Linked DNA regions of Sus scrofa: region 1 is linked to region 2. The links are chromatin contacts, called in public HiChIP or PLAC-seq maps. All regions are on one chromosome and are shown on one strand. Each heading gives the region's core, a stretch centred on a gene start, on an enhancer-like site or on the middle of the called end of the contact. The rest is flanking DNA. Distances are from core to core; before and after follow the strand shown.

What was found. HiChIP or PLAC-seq counts read pairs in DNA pulled down with a chosen protein or histone mark.
Region 1: a contact with region 2 is called in an H3K27ac HiChIP or PLAC-seq map of alveolar macrophages. The contact joins two enhancer-like sites. A contact is called at or near these places in 1 of 47 Hi-C or Micro-C datasets (embryonic fibroblasts) and 1 of 2 datasets of contacts at active chromatin or transcription factors (alveolar macrophages).

The regions. Positions count from the first base shown.
Region 1 is chr7:30,306,667-30,311,151 of Sscrofa11.1, forward strand. No RefSeq gene overlaps it. Among named protein-coding and RNA genes, the nearest start is that of HMGA1, 11 kb to the right of the region's middle. Within about 2 kb of position 1,410, at least 62 of the 83 cell types and tissues checked have an H3K27ac peak or open chromatin away from gene starts, as enhancers often do. A contact at or near this core is called in alveolar macrophages, where this site is marked.
Region 2 is chr7:29,801,654-29,806,118 of Sscrofa11.1, forward strand. No RefSeq gene overlaps it. Among named protein-coding and RNA genes, the nearest start is that of BAK1, 11 kb to the right of the region's middle. Within about 2 kb of position 3,143, at least 11 of the 83 cell types and tissues checked have an H3K27ac peak or open chromatin away from gene starts, as enhancers often do. A contact at or near this core is called in alveolar macrophages, where this site is marked.

The DNA of each region.
Region 1 (4,485 bases), core at 160-2,659, 500 kb after region 2:
GGCTACAGCTCCAGTTGGACCCCTAGCCTGGGAACCTCCATATGCCGCAGAAGCGGCCCTAGAAGAGGCAAAAAGACAAAAAAAAAAAAAAAAAAAAAAGGAAGAAAAGAAAAAATAAATGTTTCTCATCAAATGAAGCTAATAATCCCACACCTGTACCTGCTTCACAAATTCACTGTGATGATTTAAAGAGCGAACAGGCATCCGAGTGCTTTTTACGTTGTATATCACTCTGCTGAGAGTTACCATCTCCTACCTTCGGAAGGAAGGAGCAGGATAATGGTAGGAGCTCTGAATTACTGGGTGCCAGTGCTGAGCTGCTTGAGTGTCCGCCCCTGCAGTGCAGCAGTCCGGGCCCTGCCAGGATATGGGACTCAACTCAAGGGCTTCAAGGCGCTATAGAGGAGGGACTCTTTACAGGGGTTCTGGTGGGGTGAAGGGGCTCAGTGAAGGGTGGTGTGGCCCTGGGACCAGCAATGGCAGGTAGTTGTGACTCCCAAGGCTGAAAGGGCCAGGGGTAGAGGTGACACTCCTGGAGCTACAGCCAGACCAGGGGCCAAAAGAGGGTCAGGACAGAAGGAGAACCCCGGCTTCTCTCAGATCCCCTGCAAGCAGTCCTGCCCAGCAGAAAGCCACCCCGAGAGGGCCCAGGGCCAGGTGGGGAGGGGAGGGAGGAAGAGCAAGCTCGGGGAGACAAGATTATGCTGCACGACTGCAGACTCCCATTTGGCAGATCAGAAGTCCGAGGCCCAGAGACAGGGAGTAACGTGCTGGCTGTCACACAGCTGACAAGGTGGAGCTGGGAGAGAAGAACAAGGCTCCAAGGCTCGAGGCAGCGGTCCCCCGGCCCAGCCTCCCAGGAGAGGCCACCAGCCTGGGCGTCGGCGGGACCCAGGGGAGGCAGGACCCAAGCGCTCCGGCCTCCCCCGCCTCCTCCCTTATCACCTGTCCATCCTCCCACCTTCGGTCGGTTATCCTGGGCCTCCGGGAAGGCTTTTGGCTCGCTCTTTCCCGTCTCCGTGTCCTTCTCCGCGTTATGCACCTCTCCTCCCATCCTGTCTCCTCTCTCCCTCTTGCAGCCTCTGCGACAGCGGGCCCTGACTTTCATCCCTCCCGCCGGGGCTGTTTGTCGGCAACTCTTCTCCAGACTGTACCCCGTGCCCCTCGCCCCCGCCCCCCCGCCGCCAGAGCCTGTCTCCCGAGCTCTCTGCCCGTCCACCCCGTCCCCGCACGCCCCGCCCCTGTCGCCGCCAGTCCCTCCGCCCCTGCGGCAGGCGCGGTGGCAGGGCCGGGGGCGGGGAGCGCAGGGCTGGCGGGGCGCCCGGCCTGAGTCACACGCATGAGGCAGCGTGAGTCAGGCGCGGAGGGAAGTCCCTACGGAAGGGGCTTTCGGAGCCGCAGTCGAATCGCAGGGAAAGAGAAAGTGTTCCGAACGCTCCTTTGACACAGTGACCTTGTGTGAGCCCGAGCCGGACACACCCCCACACCCTCCCCGCAGACGACAACGCGCACACCGCCAGCCCACCGAGGCGCAGGACCCGCCCCGCGCGGCTCCCAGGTGTCGGCCCCGCGACTCCGGAGGGTGGGCAGCCGGCGGCCGGGCAGCCGGCCGCCAGCATCAGGGTCTCAGCGGCTCTTCCAGTCTGTCCCCTCCACAGGGTGGTCCCTCTCCTAGCTTCCAGCACAGCTCACCTGCAGCCAGACCCCCAGACCATTTGCCCACAGGTAGTGGGGGGCAGGGTGTGGAGAAGGACCCCTTGGGGGTGGACCCTCACCTTGCGGAGCCCTGGGGGTGCTAGAAGGAGACAGGCAACCTGGGGTCCTGTAGGGATGAGAGATCCCCTCCCTGGTATCCCTCAGACTGACCTGGAATCAGATGGGCTTCATTCAATTAAACAAATATTTATCGAACACGTATAATAGACAGCAGTGCCAGGCTCTGAAAACCTGAAATACAACCATGAACAAAACAGGACAGCGAGCAAAATATGTCAACTCCTGCCCTCCAAGAGCTGACATTCTGGGTGTGGGGTGGGGAGACAATAAATAATAAATAAGCAAATGATCTAGACCAGCCGCTGTCCAACAGAAACAGAATGGGAGGCACACATGCAATGCGAGCTATTAGGACGGTAAAAAGAAACACATGAAATTAATTTTAATAATAGATCTCATTTAAACCAATATACCCAAATATTATCATATATAGAATATTAGTATTTTGACATTTTAAAAAATGCTTAGGCTTGGAAAGCCAGTGAAGATGTTATAGTACTTCTAGCACATCTAAATTCAGACTCACTACAGTTCAAGTGCTCAGCTGCCACCTGTGCCAAGTGGCAACGTGGTGGGCAGCAGAGTCTAGGGGTTAGGGCTATAGAATTTTAAAAAGTAGAGCAGGGTAGTGGGTGGGGTGAGCCCAGTGGGGTGGGGCAGGATTCAGCAAAGTGAGACTGCAGATATTCTGAATCCTGGCTCTTCCCCTGGCCTTGGCAAGTCCCTGACCTCATAGATGAGCCCCAATTTCCTCATCTATGAAATGGGGACACGATTGCACCTGTGTAGATTGCAGTAAGTCATACTCATTAGCTGTTATTTTTGTTCCCACCCCCTCCAGCTGTCCGTAGCCATGGCCAGTGCCCGGCCTCCCAACCTCAGAATCACATCCCCTGTACTCCTAATACTTAATGGGCACCAAAGGCAGTCTAGCCCCCTACCCATCCCCTAGACCCTCCATCTTTTATCCATTTCTACCCCTTGCCACAGCAAGATACATTACATCTCTGAACCTCAATTTCACTTCCTGTGTGATGTGTACTTGAGCTCTTGAAAGAAAAGTATTATAGGGGAAACAAGCCATCAACTTAAGCTGGATCAGGCCAAAGCCGAGAGGGTGAGGCACCAAGGTAGCAGCCTCACCATCCTGGAAAGATGAATTCCTTCTTTAGAAACAAGGATTTCTGCCCTCAAAAGCCATCCTGTTCCCCCAAATTCCCCTCCCACTAAGAGCAAAACTGCCAGAAAAAAAGGGATGCATAGGAACTGTGGGCAGAGCCCAGGGAGCAGAGGTGGAGGAGAGAGACAGGAAGGGTTGGGGATCACCTTGACACCCCCCTCCAGGGCAGGAGATCCACAAGCCAAGGGGAGGATCAACAAGCAGCCAGTTCCCCAGGGCCTCTGGGGCTCCTGAGGCCTCAGCAAGGCTGGAAGGGGGGATGGGAGCAGGGCCCAGAAGTACCCAGACAAAGGAGGCAGCGGGGGTCTGGGCTACAGATGCAGACCCGCCCTCACTCCACCCCACTCCCAAAGCCTGGGAACTGGCAGGGCACCCTGGATGGTGACCCAGAAACCTGGCTGTCCGCAGCTCCTGCCTGGCACTGCCCACATGGAGCTCCACTGCTTCCGGCAGAAGTCCCTGGCGGCTGCCAGCAAAGCAAGCCTTTGGTTTTCTTTGCTCACAGGCTCACCCTCTACCCCTCAAGACCCACCCGAGATGCTCTAAGGCTGTCCAGATCCCAGCAGCAGGATTTCCCGCCATCAGGACCTCAGAGATAAGGCCGGGTGGGGAGAGGGGAGCAGGGAGGAGGGCCTAGGCCAGCGATCGCCCGTCGGAATGACAATGCCCCCCACCAGGGGCCACTCAGGTATTCGAGTCCCAGAGGGCCACCGACCCCCTAGTGGCTGGAAAGTGAGAAAGTAAGAAAACAAAGCAGCGGCCACTCCGTATACAGTGAGCACAAGGCCCTGGAGGACTGAAGACCCCCAGGATTCGGTTGGTTGGAGACGACCCGGGGCTGGGTGAGCAGGGAGTAGCCAAGTTGCACGCCAGGCCGGTGGTGCGGAGGGGAGCCGCCTGGGCCCCTCCCCGCCGCCACCTCCTCTTAGCCGGATTCTAGCCCAGCAGGCTCGCCCAGCTCTGCCCGCCTCCCGCCTCCTCCGCTCTCCCGCCAGTGGCTACCTCCCCTCCCCCACCGCGCTCCTCTCCCCTCCCCCAGCTGCCCGCTTCCTCCGCCCCTCCCCCGGCCCCCATCGCTCTCATTCATCCATCCATTCACCAAACTTTTGCAGAGCGCCAAGGCCCCCCTTAGGCCTGGTGCGAGGCTCGCGGTGTGGAGAAGAACCAAACAAAGCCCTGGAGGATGCCGGCGGATCCCGGGCCTCGTGTGGGCTCCTCCCCCCACCCCCAGCCCACCGCCTCCTCAGCCCGGGCCCTCCGCCCTTCGACCTCCGTCCACCCTGCCTTCCCGGGCACGTCGACTCTGCTGCGCGGCCCCCCCGTGGGGCTCTGAGCCCTGCGTGGCGTCCCACGTGCTTCCGGGTCGGGCGGCACCCTCTCCTGCTCGTTCCCAGTGTGGAGACCCAGAGCCACGCTCTTAACCCTGAGAAAGGTTCACGGGGCAGATTCAGAGTTGGCCTGGAGGAGACAAAGCCCCGTGAACCAGGGCACGTCTCCCCCTCAGAGGCAGAAGGAACCAGGCAGGACTG
Region 2 (4,465 bases), core at 1,893-4,392:
TCCATCCCTGGCCTTGCTCAGTGGGTTAAGTTTCTGGAATTGCCCTGAGCTGTGGTGTAGGTCGCAGACGAGGCTCAGATCCTGAATAATCATTGGCAAAAGTAAAATCAACCAGGAGGAGAAAACTAACTCAAATGAGCCTATATTCTTTTCTGTTTTGTTTCAGGGCTGTGCCTGCAGCATATGGAAGTACCCAGGCCAGGGGTCAAATCAGAGCTGCAGCTGCCAGCCTACACCACAGGCACAGCCACACAACATCTGAGCCGCGTCTGCGATCTACACCACAACTCACGGTAATGCTGGGTCCTTAACCCACTGAGCGAGGCCAGGGCAAACCCAAAACCTCCTGGTTACTAGTCAGGTTCATTACTATTGAGCCACAACGGGAACTCCCTGAGCCTATATTCTTAACAAAGAACTCCCAAGCCTTTAGAATTACTTACTATCAGAGCTCCTGTTGTGGCATGGCAAAAATGAATCCGACTGGCGACCATGGGGTTGCGGATTCGATCCCTGGCCTGTCTCAGTGGGTTAGGGATCCGGTGTTGCCGTGAGCTATGGTGTAGGATCTGACATGGCTCAGATCTGGTGTTGCTGTGGCTATGGCATAGGCCGGCAGCTGAAGCTCAGATTGGACCCCTAGCCTGGGAACCTCCATATGCCACGAGTGCGGCCCTGAAAAAAAAAAAAATTACTCACTATCATCGGTACCAGCAGAAGGCAGGGCAGGTCAGTGGCACCAAAGACCTTTATGCACTCTGCTGTCTGGCTCTGGTTCTTTGGCCCCTGTAAACAAGGCCTCCCCTTTTTTCTCACAGCTTATGATCTCAGGTTTATAAATGGAAAATTATATTTGTGGGCAAGGAAAAGGGTCAGCATGTCAAGGAATCAAAGTACCAGGGCAGTTGTTCTGGCAAGCCCCGAGTTTCCCAGCCAGTCAGGCTAGCTGTCCTCTTTGTCCCCACCCCTTGGCCCCTTCCCACAGGCTCTAGTACTCATTTCCTTCCTCTTTTTTTTCTCCTGGGACTCGCTGAAACCTTTTCAGCTTTCTGCTTTGTTGCTGTCCACTCTCACTTTAAAAAGCTGCTCCAGAGTTCCTGTTGTGGTGCACTGGAAACTAATCCGACTAGGAACCATGAGGCGGCGGGTTCAATCTCTGGCCTCGCTCGGTGGGTTAAGGATCCGGCATTGCCATGAGCTGTGGTGTAGGCTACAGACGCAGCGTGGATCCCATGTGGCTGTGGCTGTGGTGTAGGCCAGCAGCTGTAGCTCCAATTCGACCTCTAGCCTGGGAACCTCCATATGCAGCGGATACGGCCCTGAAAAGCAAAAATAAAATAAAATAAAATAAAATAAAGAGCTGCTCAGGAGTTCCCATTTGGCACAACAGAAACGAATCCAACTAGGAACCATGAGGTTGCAGGTTTCATCCCTGGCCTTGCTCACTGGGTTAAGGATCCGGCGTTGCTGTGGCTGTGACCTAGGCGGGCAGCTGCAGCTCTGATTCAACCCCTAGCCTGGGAACCTTCATATGCTGCAGGTGTGCCCCCCCCAAATAAATCCATTGTATCTGTGATTTTCCTTTTTATTTTAAATTTTGTTTAATTTTTTTTTTTTTTTTTTTTTTTTTTTTTTTTTTTGTCTTTTTGCTATTTCTTTGGGCCGCTCCCGCGGCATATGGAGGTTCCCAGGCTAGGGGTCGAATCAGAGCTGTAGCCACTGGCCTGCGCCAGAGCCACAGCAACGCGGGATCCGAGCGGCGTCTGCAACCTACGCCACAGCTCACGGCAACACCGGATCGTTAACCCACTGAGCAAGGGCAGGGACCGAACCCGCAACCTCATGGTTCCCAGTCAGATTCGTTAACCACTGAGCCACGACGGGAACTCCAAATTTTGTTTAATTTTTTGGCTGCACACCCCGGCATGCAGAAGTTCCCCCGGCCAGGGATCTAACACAAGCAGCAGCTGTAACCAGAGCCAGAGCAGTGACAACGCCAGATCCTTAACCTGCTGAACCACCAGGGAATACCAAGGACTCCTTTTCTAACTACAAAGTATGAGGGGCTGGCAAATTCCAGCCCCCACCTTAATGTCCCCCGAAATTTAATCTAAGGAAATCATTTTGTTACAGGGTTATGGTGATAAAAGGAGCTAAAGACTCGTTTCAAATCTTTGGAGAAGCTGGCGAAATGTGCTTCCTCCGGGGTCAGAACATACTGAAGCCTGAAAGGCAGTGTGATCCCTGTGAAGGAATCTTTGTTGTGTGTCTTTTGGGATCACCTGAAAGACAGTGGGAGTGGGCAGCCACCCTAGAAACTCACCAGTCAGCCCCAGGCCTGGGACCCTGCTGACAGAACTACAGGCATGAGAAAGGCAATAATTCAGAAGGCTCAGAAACAGCCCACTTTTTTTTTTTTTTCTTTTTAGGGCGGAGCCTGCAGCATATGGAGGTTCCCAGGCTAGGGGTCGAATCAGAGCTACAGCTGCCGGCCTGCATCACAGCCACAGCAACGAAGGGTCCAAGCCATGTCTGTGACCTACACCACAGCTCATGGCAATGCCAGATGCTTAACCCACTGAGCAAGATCATAGATCAAATCTGCAAACTCATGGTTACTAGTCAGATTTTTTTCCACTGCGCCACACAACGGGAACTCCCCAGAAACATCCCCTTTTAACAGATAACGTCTACCAGTAGAAATATCTTTCCCCAGGGACCAGAAGCACTTCCAGGCTCCCTGTCAACAGAGGGGGATCAGGAACAGTATAGGTCCATTCAGCAGCCCTCTCACTAGAAGAGGACTCGCCGTACCAACAACGAACAGACACAGGCAAGTTACAAGGCTTCCAAGAGACATAAAAAATAAATAATGTAGGAAGGTCCCACGGTGGCAGTAACGAACCAGACGAGTATCCATGAGGATGTGAATTCCATCCTTGGCTTCACTTGGTGGGTTAAGGATCCAGCGTTGCTGTGAGCTGGCTCCTTAGGTCACAACTGTGGCTTGGATCTGATCACTGGCCCGGACTCTCCATATGCCACGGGGTGGCCAAAAACAAAAACGAAACTGGTAATCTAGTCCCCTGAACATGCAGAAGTTCAATTAACCAAACCAGAGGAATGAGGAAGGGGTTGTTGGAACCTCAGCTCTATAGCCGGTCTGTAAGAAGCATCTGGACTTGCAACAGGAGTTGGGGGTGGGGGGCGGTTCTTCAGTGACGGAAGTCAAGTGTCAGATCTGAGTTAACTTGTGGGACTCCCAGCTTTGCCAGGGAAGGGGAAAACAAGGTCAGTAAGAGAGGCAGCCGTGGCCCTGAGCTGGGTCTCATCCAGTGTCAGCGAGCCGGGCTAGGGGCAGCTTCCAGCTGGAGGCCCTTCCTGTCATCACCCTGCGTCCGTGTGGAGCTGGCATGAGAAAGCAGCCTTGTCAGTCAGGCAACACAGGCTGCTTGGCACCACAGTCTGGATTTGGGGTGCCAGCATGCCAGGAACCAGATGCCTCAGGCCTTGGGGATAGTACTGTGCCCCCAACTAGCCTGGAAGGGGGGCACAGAATAGCCCCCATTCCAGCAAGAAGCTGAACTTGGGTGTGGCTCCTGGCACTGAAAGAAGGGAGGAGGCCACTCCTAGCCAGCCCATTGTCCAGGCCAGTCAAGGTCATGTGAAGACAGTCTGGTCTGTTACACTATACATGACAGCCAGGGAGGGGGGACCACCCCACCTCCTTACCAGGAGAGCGTTTGGCTTTTAGCCTGCACTCAGCCCTTCTCACACACAGCCTGGTAGCAGTGTCACTCAGGAAATCTTTTTCAGGAGCTGTAGGGACCCCCCCGCCCCCATCCCACCCAACACAGGGCCTCCTGTGCACCATCCACACTCCAGAGGTGCTGGTCATGCCAGAGTCACCCTGCTGCAGGCCTCCTGAGAATTAAGCCAAATGTTCTCACTCCTGAGGAAACCTAACCATCTTTTGCTCTTAGTGGGGTCAGAGGTCCAGTCAGAAAGAGGTCAGGTCAAAATGAGAAGGCTGGTGAGCCCAGCTTCCATGCAGCCGATCATCACAAAATTCTGTGCCGTGAACTCTGCCCAGCAGGTTCCCTGCCTGATATGCTGAAGCAGAAAACTTTGAAGAATCGTGTTCTTAGCCAGGGCTGGGAAAACTTGAGCCACTGGGCACCAGCAATGATGCCAAGATTGCAAAGGAAGAGATAAGTGGAGCTGAGAGGTGCTTTCATTTCCTTGTGGTTCCACTTAAATGTTATTACCCCCCCCCACACACACACACAGGCACACTCTCACCCTCACAGGCAGCCTGGCCCTCCTGCATCCACGGCCAGATCCCACACCCCAGGGGCACGGAGATCCTGTTTTGTCTCTTCAGCTCTTGACTTTTCTCAGAAAAGTCCAGTTTGTGTCCATGTTATTCCATCGCTTGATCTTGGTCTGGAGAGTCTGCCCGTCT